2 separate regions of the Capsicum annuum genome follow, and region 2 is linked to region 1. Evidence: chromatin contacts called from public Hi-C data. All regions are on one chromosome and are shown on one strand. Each heading gives the region's core, a stretch centred on a gene start, on an enhancer-like site or on the middle of the called end of the contact. The rest is flanking DNA. Distances are from core to core; before and after follow the strand shown. Region 1 overlaps LOC107863476. Region 2 overlaps LOC107863480 (E3 ubiquitin-protein ligase SHPRH).

What was found. A called contact is a pair of places that touch in the nucleus more often than the background predicts.
Region 2: a contact with region 1 is called in a Hi-C map of leaf, with 3 times the contacts expected there. The contact joins two enhancer-like sites. A contact is called at or near these places in 4 of 5 Hi-C or Micro-C datasets (bud, leaf and placenta).

Annotation. Positions count from the first base shown.
Region 1 is chr3:146,380,560-146,386,494 of UCD10Xv1.1, forward strand. It overlaps LOC107863476, which reads right to left. Exons shown (of 12, transcript XM_016709404.2): 10 at 4,892-5,070; 11 at 3,921-4,037; 12 at 2,916-3,325. The coding sequence ends at 3,152. Among protein-coding and RNA genes, the nearest start is that of LOC107863476, 8.6 kb to the right of the region's middle. Within about 2 kb of position 2,587, at least 4 of the 5 cell types and tissues checked have an H3K27ac peak or open chromatin away from gene starts, as enhancers often do. A contact at or near this core is called in bud and leaf, where this site is marked.
Region 2 is chr3:146,700,646-146,706,580 of UCD10Xv1.1, forward strand. It overlaps LOC107863480 (E3 ubiquitin-protein ligase SHPRH), which reads left to right. Exons shown (of 20, transcript XM_016709408.2): 18 at 1,787-1,938; 19 at 5,052-5,316. Among protein-coding and RNA genes, the nearest start is that of LOC107863480, 41 kb to the left of the region's middle. Within about 2 kb of position 3,331, at least 4 of the 5 cell types and tissues checked have an H3K27ac peak or open chromatin away from gene starts, as enhancers often do. A contact at or near this core is called in bud and leaf, where this site is marked.

The DNA.
Region 1 (5,935 bases), core at 1,337-3,836:
AGAAAGGTTATAAAATATTAGTTCTTGATACTTAGAAAATCATCATTTCTAGAGATGTTATATTTCATGAAAATGTCTTTCCCTTTGTTTTTTATAAATCTAATGACTCCTACTTTTCAGTCCATACATCAATCCTAGTTAATGATTTTGATGATAATGTTAACACTGATCAAAGAATGTCATCTCCATCATGTATCACTTCTACTTTTCCTCCTGCATCCACTACTGTGGATCAGGTACAATTTTCTGCTCCTTATAATGTTATGAATCAGGTACAACCTCATGTTCATTCTGCTGTCATGGATCCGATATATCCTTCTGTTTCTCTCTCAGATAATATTTCCTCACTCAAGAGATTAACTCGGGAACACAAAGTTCCTAGTCATCTAGAAGATTATATTTGCAACTCTATGTACCTGGCTAATGTTAACTCTTCTTGTTTCTCATCTCATATATACCTAGTCTCTGTTTCTATCACAAATCTATCTTTCAATAATCAACATATGTTGAATTCCTTGTCTAATATTTTAGAACCTATCAATTATAATTAAGTTGTATTGCATAAGGATTAGAAAGAAGCCATCGACAAAGAACTCCATGCTCTTGCATAGAACAATACTTGGGACGTGGTCCAGCTACCCCCACCCCCTCTAGAAACAAAAAAGCTTTATCTTGTGAGTGAGTTTACAAAGTCAATGTACATAGTGGGGGCATCATTGAAAGGTTAAAAGTTAGGTTAGTGATCAGGGGAGACATACAAAAGAACAATATTGATTTTAATGAGACTTTTTCTCTAGTTATCAAAATAACTACTATTCGATGTCTTTAAGCTACAACTGTCAAAAGAGGTTAAGAGATCTATCCATTGAATGTTAATAATGCATTTTATATGGAGATCTCCATGAGGAAGCCTACATGAAGTTCCCTGATGGGACAGTTCCATCATCACCATCTTATGTTTGCAAGCTTAAAAAATCTATTTATGGACTTCGTCAAGACTCTAGGCAATGGTACTCAAGGCTCACAACTGCTCTTAATTTTAAAGGATTCACTCATCTGACTCATCCATTTCAATAATAGCAGTATATGTCGATGACGCTATCTTGGCCGGTAATGATGATGTAGAGTTGCACACATTGAAATTATTTCAATATGAGGAGTTTAGAATCAAAGATTTGGGAGATTTACATTTTTTAGGCATGGAGGTATTGAGGGAACCTCAGGACATCATACTTTCATAATGAAAGTTCACAGTTGAACTCCTAAAAGAATTTGATGTCACACATATGTCACCTAATTTATCCCCTCTCAATTCTACAATAAATCTAAGTTTAAGTGATGCGAATGTTATTCCTAATCCAACTGTATATAGATATCGCCTTGGTAAGTTTAATTACTTTACTCACACAAGGCCAAATCTTGTCTTCACTGTTCAACATCTTAGACAATTCATGCAAGATCCTCGTCTACCTTATCTCACTGCCGCATTACGTGTTCTTTATTACTTATCGAAGGAATCAGGTTTGATCCTTTTTCTTAATGTCTTTTTTTTTTAGTTGCTTGCCTTTTGTGACTCGAATTGAGAAACTTGTCCAAATTTAAAAAAATTCATTGGTGAATTTTATATATCACTTGGGGGTTCTCTAATCTCTTGGAAGTCAATGAAGCAAACCTCTATTTCTCTTAGCTCCACAGAGGCTAAATATCGTTTTATGAGGCGCATATTGCGAGCTCACATGATTGGTTCATCTCTTTCAAGATCTCTCTATTCCAATATCTTTGCCTGTGCCTCTCTATTCAGATAGTCATGCGGCAATACATATTGCTAAGAACCCCATGTTCCACGAGAGAACAAAGCATGTTGAGATTCATTGTCATTTCGTTCGACAAAAGTTTTTAGATGGGCTTATTTCATTTTCATTTATTCCATATTCCTCTCAATTAGCTGATTTATTTACAAAATCACTCATCGGTCCTCTTCATCACAGTGTTTTGGGCAAGTTGGGTGTCCGTTGGTCCCCTCCACCTTGAGGGGTGTATTGAGATAATATTATTTTTGTTCATTGGACTGGGTTTGTCCACCTGTTTCATTATTCATCTGTTGCAGTACATGACTTGGGCTAGCCTCAACATTATTCGATGATGGACTACTTGGCTTGGGCCTGCCTTAACATGCTGATTTCGTCCCAACTTCTACAAATCATTGTACATATTATTTTATTTCTTTTGTATACCCTAGGTAAATCTTTTGTATATCATTAAGTAGTATTTCCTACCTTATTTAGAAGTGTATACCCTTAGTTATTTTGTACCTTATTTAGGAGTCTTTAAGTCAACTCTTTACTTATATGTACAGGTCATTGTACAAAGTTATTATTCATTCAAGAAAAAGGAGAAGAAAATTCTTTTCAATTTTTTGTCTTTTTTTTGCTGTAATTTTCTTTCGATTCTTATATTTCAATAGTTTGGGTTCAGATTTTATGATTTTGCACATATATTTCTATGCTCCGTTCCGAAAATGATGGGTTTAATTAAACCCATTATACAACCCCCGTCACCCAGAGAGTAGCACCATGGAAGAAGGAACCAAAAAACGAAGCAACGCAAAGCATCTTTGAAAGACCAATCATGTTCGGGAAAAAAACCAGAGGATCATGTTTGCCTAGAAGAGGAAAAATTGTGATTTCATTATGGTCTTACAAAACGACGGTTACAACATTCTTATCGCTAGAAAAATGAAGGGCCAACAGGTCAAAGTTTTACTACTATTACTTGGAATGGGTTTGGATAATATTGGTTACGGCTTTAATTACATCCCGTCAATTAGTTAGCCATCAGGCATATCCTAGTTGATGATCGTATGGTAAATGTACCAAGTTTCCGTTGTGAACCAAAGACATTATTAGAGCAAAGAATGAATAAGAGTTCAAAGTTTTATTTCAAATTTCTCTTGCCACAAATATGGGATACACATCAACCAACATCATACATCAGAACAGATACAATTTCTTTTCCCCTTTCTGTGTTGTCTATAGTTGATATGAAGTTTGGTATTATATACAGTATTTTTGAAAATATTGTCTTTTGATAGGTTACAGTATATTAGAAAAACTCAGGAAGGCCAGCATTCTCTTCTTGTGACTTACAATCATCATTGGTATATGTTCCTTTGTCTTTGATTAGAAACGAGCTTAATCCTCCGATCTCGATACATGTTCATATTTGGAGCTAACAATCTGGTGTAGCGGTCAAAATAGAGAAGTTGCTTCATTAGAAGGGCAAACTCACGAGGAAATTTCAATCCGTAAGATTCACCAACTCTGACCTGCCAAGCATTGAAGAACATGGATCAGAAAATAGAGGTTACAAAGTCAACAAGGAGAGATATAACAGCATTTTATTTTATTTCTTTGATCTGTAAGTATCTAATTCCACATGTGCATCTAGAAAATGCATGAATATGTACAAGCAAAAACTGCGTCCCTTTATGAATGGAGGGGACTAAGGAATACAAATAAGATGCCAGTATCATAAACATTCTGCATCTTAGACCAAAGTGAAAAAAGTTATAAACATCTGTATTTCAAGTCTATGTACTAGTTCAGCATTTTGTATGATAAAATATTTCTAGAGCACAAAATGCAACTCTTTTTGCTGCATTTATTCGACATTCGGCACTGGAGATCTAATATACTCTCCATTTCACATAATTAAGCCTAATATTAGGACATCTTGAGTACCAGAGGAAGAAGAAAAGTAGAAGAGTACGTGGTGTTCTAGGCAAATAGCCTTGTTTTTATTAATCGTGCAAACTTAAGACCAAACAGGAAAATGATAGGGTGTCTTGACTTTGGTTACGCCATAATTTTGCAGCACAAAGCCACAGCTATAGATTAATACTACAGCTAAAACTGCTTTACCACGTCCAGATATAGTGCATTCATCTGTCTCTCATCGAATGCTACATTGGCAGCAACGGTGGTAGCATTGGTATTTGTGTCCCTGGCAGCAGCAACAATGATTTCTGTATCTAAATCCTGTGTAGAAATAACAATCTATGGGTCAGAAAATGATTAGTTGAAGCTCACCTAGTCCGATGAAATCAAAATTTTCTAGGAGAGCGGCCCATAATGAAGACAATATCAATGACTTACCATCCAAGACTAATAAGTAATAAGTACTCTGTAATAACTAATTACTAGTCCCCACATTCCAAAATAATTGAATTGTTGGGGTATGACACATCCCTTTAAAAAAATCTTTAGGACATAAATTGTAGGTTACTTTTCACTATTACCCTTTTAATTGTTCTTAAATTACCCTCCTAGAAAATGTGAAGTACTTAAGAACCTCATTAAATGAAAGGGTAAAATTGAAAGAAATTTTCAACATGTCTCTCGAAGAATAAACAATTCATTTATTTTGGACATTGAAAAATAACTCAAGAATTCATTTATTTTGGAATGGAGGGAGTATTTCCCAGAAGGGCTTCTCTCTTATCTTTTTACTTGTCTAGGATTTCCAACAAAGGGAGTTCTAAAATAAAACATCCGTCGTATCAGAAACTTCAGTCTTCGAATTTACAGTTGACTAGATTCAGGACAAGGTTGACATGATAGAATTCAAAACCACCTCGATTTGATTCATTGCTACTTTCTCACTTATGTCCTATTTGCCAGTTAATGATGGAGAAATATAACATGTTCCAGTCTTGCAGCCTTTTAAAATACAGCTCTTTGCTTGAAGAACCACATGTAGCCAAAAAAGATTGACTAGCCTACCCCAACCCAAGGACAAGTATACACAGGAACCTGAAGAGCGGAGAAATCAACAGCAGCATCTAAAACTTTAATCAGAATCTACAGAACTTATGCTGGATCTTATATTTTACCTGAATTGACAAAAATATTTTCTCCAAGTCCCTCGCAAAACTCTTCGAGTCCACATCCTTTCCGGTAGCACCCATGTCAATTAGGGCAGATGCCATCGACTCATAATCTTCAATTGCTATAGATTGCAGAAATACTTCCATAGCAGCCCATGTCTTTGGAGATATACGACCAACAATTCCTGCATGGAAAATCTTTATTTTTTTTTTTGTACTTCTATTGATTGCAAAAGATGTTAATAGGGAAGTTCTAACTCAATTGGCATGCCCATTTTCGATATTTAACTTAAATTAGCATGCCCATACCCCAACTATGGAAAAACGTAATGTAGAGAGTACAAGATCAATAGAAGGGGTTAAGTAAATCAAGCTAGCTGTTAATAACATTTCTCATTGAGAAACTAGTGCTAAATAATCTATTATAGTTTGATCAGGAAAGAGACAGAACACAGTTTTCTAAACCCTTAAATAAGAAAAAGAACGCATGATGATCAGTTGATCTTAGGCATATTTATACACCTAAGTGTCATTATTTACGCGCGTTTAGCTTAGTTTTGAGAATAACTTGATGTGCTTAATGAAGTATAAAGTGTATATTTGTGTGCTAAGTTGCATGTTTAGAGTGTTTAAGTGCATTTGAAACAATTCAAGAGTCGAAAGAATCAAATAGAGTTCAAAGGAGAAAACTAGTTAAGCTAGCCTACGCTATGCTTGTTCTATTGTACTTTGATGAGCTTTATTATGTTGTATGGACTAATGTTTGTTATGAGATGTTGTAGGAGACCATTGGAGCAGCTATGGGAGCTAAATGAAGCCTACACACAAGCCACAAGGAGTGGGGAAATAAGGAACAATTAGAAGAGAAGAAGAGAGCAAAAATTGGATGAAACCTCACCTTGTGGAGGCATCCATGGGCCGCACCCTTTAGAGCGAGGGCACACTGGTTTGGTCGTGCTATGGGCCATGCAATGCAATCCACGACTAAAACTTGGGTCTTTTGCTTGGTTTAAGTTGAGGGCAAAGTGGTCAATGCTTATATTTTGTATG
Region 2 (5,935 bases), core at 2,081-4,580, 320 kb after region 1:
TTTATCAAATTTTGACCCAAAAAAATTTGTTTATCAAATACTGAAAAGATACTTCTCAAATGAATTGGCCAAACACCAATTTCTTCCATCTTAAGTAGTTTTCTAAAAAATTATTGTGACAAAAGTGCTTCTCAAAATAAGCAGTTTTTGACAGCTTGGCTAAATGGGTTCCAAGTCTGAATACAAGAACATTCACAATTACACCGCAATCCCAAGCTAGTTGAAGTCTGCTGTATGAATCTTCAATATCATAAATGTGTTGTTAAGGTCCATGATATGTCAATACACGGTACTTAAGGATTATCCACCACTAGGGGTTCTCTAATATACTCTAGTGGTTGTTTCTCTAATATATTAAGGGTGTTCTAGTGAGCGCTGGTATTTTAGTTGGTATCATTTATACAGATTTTCAACTTTCATTGGTTTCTAGCTGTACTAGAGTTGCTTGGGTTCTGATATATTCTAAATCTTTTATGATTTTAGGCCTTCCTTTCCATTTTTCGCACTGTCAATCATCATGTTTTCACATCTAAAAGTTGTGCATGTGGAGGTCTATGTAACACATAATTAAACTTCTCAAGCGGGATTCTCTCACTCTATCCTCTAAATCTGTGCTTGTACCTTCTGAAAGATGTGATTGATTTTATCTTGCCTAAATCTTGTATAACTGCACATCCGTCTTAACGTTCACATCTCTGAGACAATTATTTTGCAAATATGTTGGGCTGTAGAGGCCCAGCGTTTACTCCCATACAACATTGTTGGCCTTAAGGTTGTTCTGTAGAACTTGCCTTCCATTTTGTTTGGTATCTTCCTATCACATAACACTCTCATGGCATGCTTCCATTTCAACAATCTTACTTTAATCTGTGCATAACATCTTCATCTATCATTCCATTTCCCTGCAACATTAAACCTAGATATCTGAACTTTTTACATTTAGGTTCCTCAATTCCGTCTAATCTCGACTCAACTTCGCTCCTATCTGGCGTAAGTTGCAATGCATGTATTGTGTATCACTCCTGCTTATCCTAAATTCATTACTCAGTAAAATGCTTCTCCGGGTTCCAACTTTTGATTGACACTCTTACCAGCTTCATGAATTAATTCCATATCGTCTGCAAGGAGCATATGCCAATGCCATGGTATCTCGATTTGAATACTGTTGCTTAGCTCATCCATACAAGGGTAAATACGTATGGACTTGGTCTGGATATTGCAGAAATCAATGTTTGAATATTCAAAAAATTTATTTTATTGAATTGGTAATTAAATGATTAGATAATGATTTGAAATGGGAAGACTGAAGAATGGAAGTTAGTTTTGAAAATTTCAAATCAAATAATATAATCTATATCAGATTAGATTGTTGGAGTAGGAGAAGTTCTTTCATTTAAGTTGTATCAATCACCTTGCAAATGAAGGAAGTACTTGCTAGGCAGAGTCAAATTTCAAATCAAATAATGTGAAATATATAACTTATACCGGACCAGATTGTTGGAGGTGAGCTCTTCCGTTTAAGTTGTGTCAAGCACCTTGCAACAAGAGGAAGTACTTGCTAGACAGAGAGTCCAATAACTTGTTAGGAGTAAATATGTCGTTGAATCATTGCATATTGTAGCTGTTTTGGTTTTACTTCTAATACATAATTCCTTAACCAAACAGACAACTGATATCTTGGACTGAATATGGAACTTTGCCATTTGTTTTAGGACACTAGGAAGATGTGTATGTAACAACAAATTTGAAATGCATTTTCAATTAATTGATGAATGTTATATTCTAGATTGAAGCTGTCACAAGAAGAATTTTATGGATCACTTCCACAAATCCAGCAGCAAAGGTTCTTGTCTTTAGCAGTTGGAATGATGTACTTGATGTATTAGAGCATGCGTTTGTGGCTAACGACATAACTTTTGTGCTGATGAAAGGAGGAAGGTAATAATTTGCTTGTAAATCAATGTTTTTTGGTTCTTTCAGAGTTGAAATATAGATGTTTTCCTAGGAAAATAAGGGAACACTCTCCTGCATTATGCTAGAGTCTTTGTTTTAAAGAAAATGGAAAATCATGGTAATGATAATAGTGCGGATCTTTGAGGATGGTGTGCCTTTACATCTCTGAAACTCTAAAGTGACTAATCACTGTCATATCTTGCATAAGTAATGCAATACAAAGCTAGGTAATTTCTTCCCATCTGTCCTAACCTTGGTAGACAGAGTTATTAGGTACTTGTTGCTAGTTGGAGGTGGCAGATATGAACAGGTATCCTATGAAATTAGCTGAGGTGCGTGAAAGCTGGCCCGAACACCAGGGGTAAATAAATAAATTCCAATACAAAGAGGTCTACGGATCTTATGGAACCCCTTCAGGTTGCATCCTGATCTTTACTTCCCTATACACGTGAAGCAATATAACTGACTATTGGAGAAATATGTTGTGCATCAATTGTATACGTGTTTCAAAAAAGCTTATATAAGCCAGATTGTTTCATATGGTATATAAGCCAAACATTAGTAAGTCTATCCTCTTTACCTGAAAGTCCTTTCTTGCAATATTTCTACATAGGCAAAATGATTCAATGGACCCTTGTACTATATTCGTTTTGTAATGTGGATACTCCTACTTACATATTTGTCATCTGGACCCTTGAACCCACTAAAAAGCAACATTTTAAACCCTTTGACCGTTGACCGGACCTATGTGGCATTAAAATGGCTGACAAGGACAAAGTGCGTGACTACACGCGCGTGAGATGCGAGTGGGGGTCAATTTTTGATCAATTTTATATTAAAATAATTTTAAAAAATAAAAAAAAAAGTCCCCCAACTTTGTTAATTTAAATATATTTTTTAAAATTAAAAAATAATAATTTGTTTAAAAAAAAATAAAAAGTCCCCCTCCCCAGCCCCTCCGCCATCCAGCTCCGCACCCCACCCCACTCCCACCGCCATCCACTAGCCCCCACCCCCACCACCGTCCACCAATCCCCCACCCCCACCGGCTGCTATGGCCATCAACACCACGAGCAATAGAGCTAAAGGATCGCAACCCCAACTGAAAAATCCCACAAAGGCCAAATCTTTGCTGCAATTACAACCAACCCAATTGCAGTCTTCTCAAAAAAACACCTAAATCACAAACTTCCCAACAAAAATCTCACCAACCCACCTCAGATTTTCAAGGAAAAAAACTCAAGGAACAGTAGTATCGCAAAACCAATAGAGCGAAAGAGCTGAGAATCCCACAAAAGAACACCTAAATCACAAACTTCCCAACAAAAATTCATTGACACACCTCAGATTTTCAAGCAAAAATCTCAAGAAACACCAGGCATCAAACACCATCCAAAACCAATACACCAAAACACCTGAAAATCCCACAAAAGGTCAAGTCTTTACTTCTCTATTACAGTATCCAAATCACAAACTTTACAACAACAATTTCACTAACCCCACCTCACAATTTTCAAGCAAAAAACACAAGAAACTGTAGCATCACAAAACCAATACACCAAAACACCTGAAAATGGAGGTTGTTAAAATGGAAATTTATAAGGAAAAGAAGAAGGAGAAGCGAGAGTAGAAAAGAAGATGGAGAAAGACGAGAAAAAAGAAAGAAAAGGGGAGGAAAAAGGGAACAAGAGAAAAGAGGGGAGGGGGGGAGCGTTTCTTTCTTTTTATTTATTTATTTATTTTAATATTTAATATTTTTTACATATAAAAATGACGTGGAAGATGACATGGCAACTGACGTGGGGTGAGTGTGTTACACTCGTTGAAAAAGTGTTTAAAATGTTGCTTTTTAGTGGGTTCAAAGGTCCAGATGACAAACATGTAAGTAGGAGTATCTACATTACAAACGGACATAGTACAAGAGTATCAACCCTACTTTCTCCTTCAGGCCCTGGTTTCTTAGGAAAAAAATTCCCAAAAAAAAAAAAAAATCCAAAAAAAACAGAGAAACGAAAAGAATCTTCAATGACATGTAGACTTTAAAACCAGATTGCACATATCTAAGTCGGACATTGGCAACACTAATAGATCAACCATAGTGCGCCGGCCTGGAATAGTTACGCCACAATCTCGATAGAGACTGTTAATGGCTCGAAGTGCATGTATGCGTACTGCGTAGGATTTTAGTTAAAGGGATTCTTCATCATTACACATTTTATTGCATTAATTGCATATACATTTATGATAAGTTGCCTAAGATTGAAGTGTGAGCCTTTTGTTTCCTCTCTTCTTTTTCATATATGTTCCTGAGATATTTGATATCAGTCATTCAGTGATTTCAAAGGGCTTATAATGATCTTTGGCTACTCAACTCATGGCTTTAAGGTTTTGAGTTGAGAAATTCTACTGCTAAAAGCTGAGTACGTACTTCCTTCCAGTTCATTGAGGATATTGCCCGTGGGTCAATTCTGCTCATTGCTCCGAAGTCCCCAAACCGAATATGATGATCAGATCACTATCCTGAATAAAATCTATGAAAATTTATAAATAAATGAACTAGATTTCATCTGTTTTCATCCCAAGGGCCCATCTCTTTCGTGCTTTAGCTGATGTATTAAAGAGCAAGCTTCTGACTATACAATAAACGACTATATTATATATGTTGTGGTTGTAGTTTGGCACAGCCTTGCTAAAGTATCCAATTTGTACCATCCAACCAATGCTGCATGAGTATGGTTTTCCACATACTCGATGTGATAAGTCAGCTAAACTTCATAGATTGTCTTCCCAACTTTGATGATGTAGAAGGTCCAGAACAAGCATTAACTCACTCATGCGTTTCTGCTGCTTCATCCTCCTATGACATTGGTTGATTCAGCTCACTAATTATATCTTAATTAAGATGCTACTGTGAATTTAAGCAGTGTTAGGCTTCGTACTGAAGCTAATTGTTGGAATGAAGTCACCCCGTTTATAGTTCATTCCTAAAATCCATGAAGGAAGCAACTCTTGATTTTATGGCTAAATATTTCATGTTGCTTGTAGTGAGCTATGACAAATTAGTTTTCAAGTTTTATACTTATGTACTGCATTCACAGGAAATCACATGTTGCCATCAACCAATTCAGAGGCAGCAACAGCAATGTCGAAGAAAATGGCGAAAGACATATGGACCAACCAGAAACTAGATCCATTCAAGTGTTGTTGCTCCTGATCCAACATGGAGCCAATGGCCTCAATCTTCTGGAAGCCCAGCATGTTATACTTGTTGAGCCATTGCTGAATCCCGCAGTAGAGGCACAAGCCATTGGCAGGGTGCATCGAATTGGGCAAGCACACAAGACTCTTGTTCACCGTTTTATAGTATGTCTCCCTATCCAAACTTCATTATTATTGAATTGGTAGTATAGCTTGAGTTGTCTATCATATTAAATAGGGAAAGAGATCAAATATGCCATCGAACTATTAGAAATGTTTGGCTCATCTATGCCACTGCCGTTGTAGAAAAGGTTCATTCATACCATTTTTTTTTAACGGTGGTTTTGCAACACCATTTTTGCCACGTAGCTTCTTATTAGAGGTCCACGTTACCAAATCCAAATCAACCAATATTACTTAAAATCAAAACTAAAAATCGGATCCATTGAAATAAAACCCGAACGACATCCTACCCAATTAATGGGTCCGATTTTTATTTTAACAGTGTGGGTGGGGTTTTATTTCAATGGGTCTGAATTTTAGTTTTAATTTTAAGTAATATTGGTTGATTTAGATTTGGTGACGTGGACTTCTAATAAGAGGCAATGTGGCCAAAATAGTTTTGCAAAACCACCGTTAAAAAATAATGGTATGAATGAACATTTTCTGTAACGGTAATGGCATAGATGAACCAAACATTTTACGGTAGTGGCATAAATGAGCCAAACTTTAACGGATGACATAAATGAGTCATTTCTAATAGTTTGATGACGTATTTGAGCCT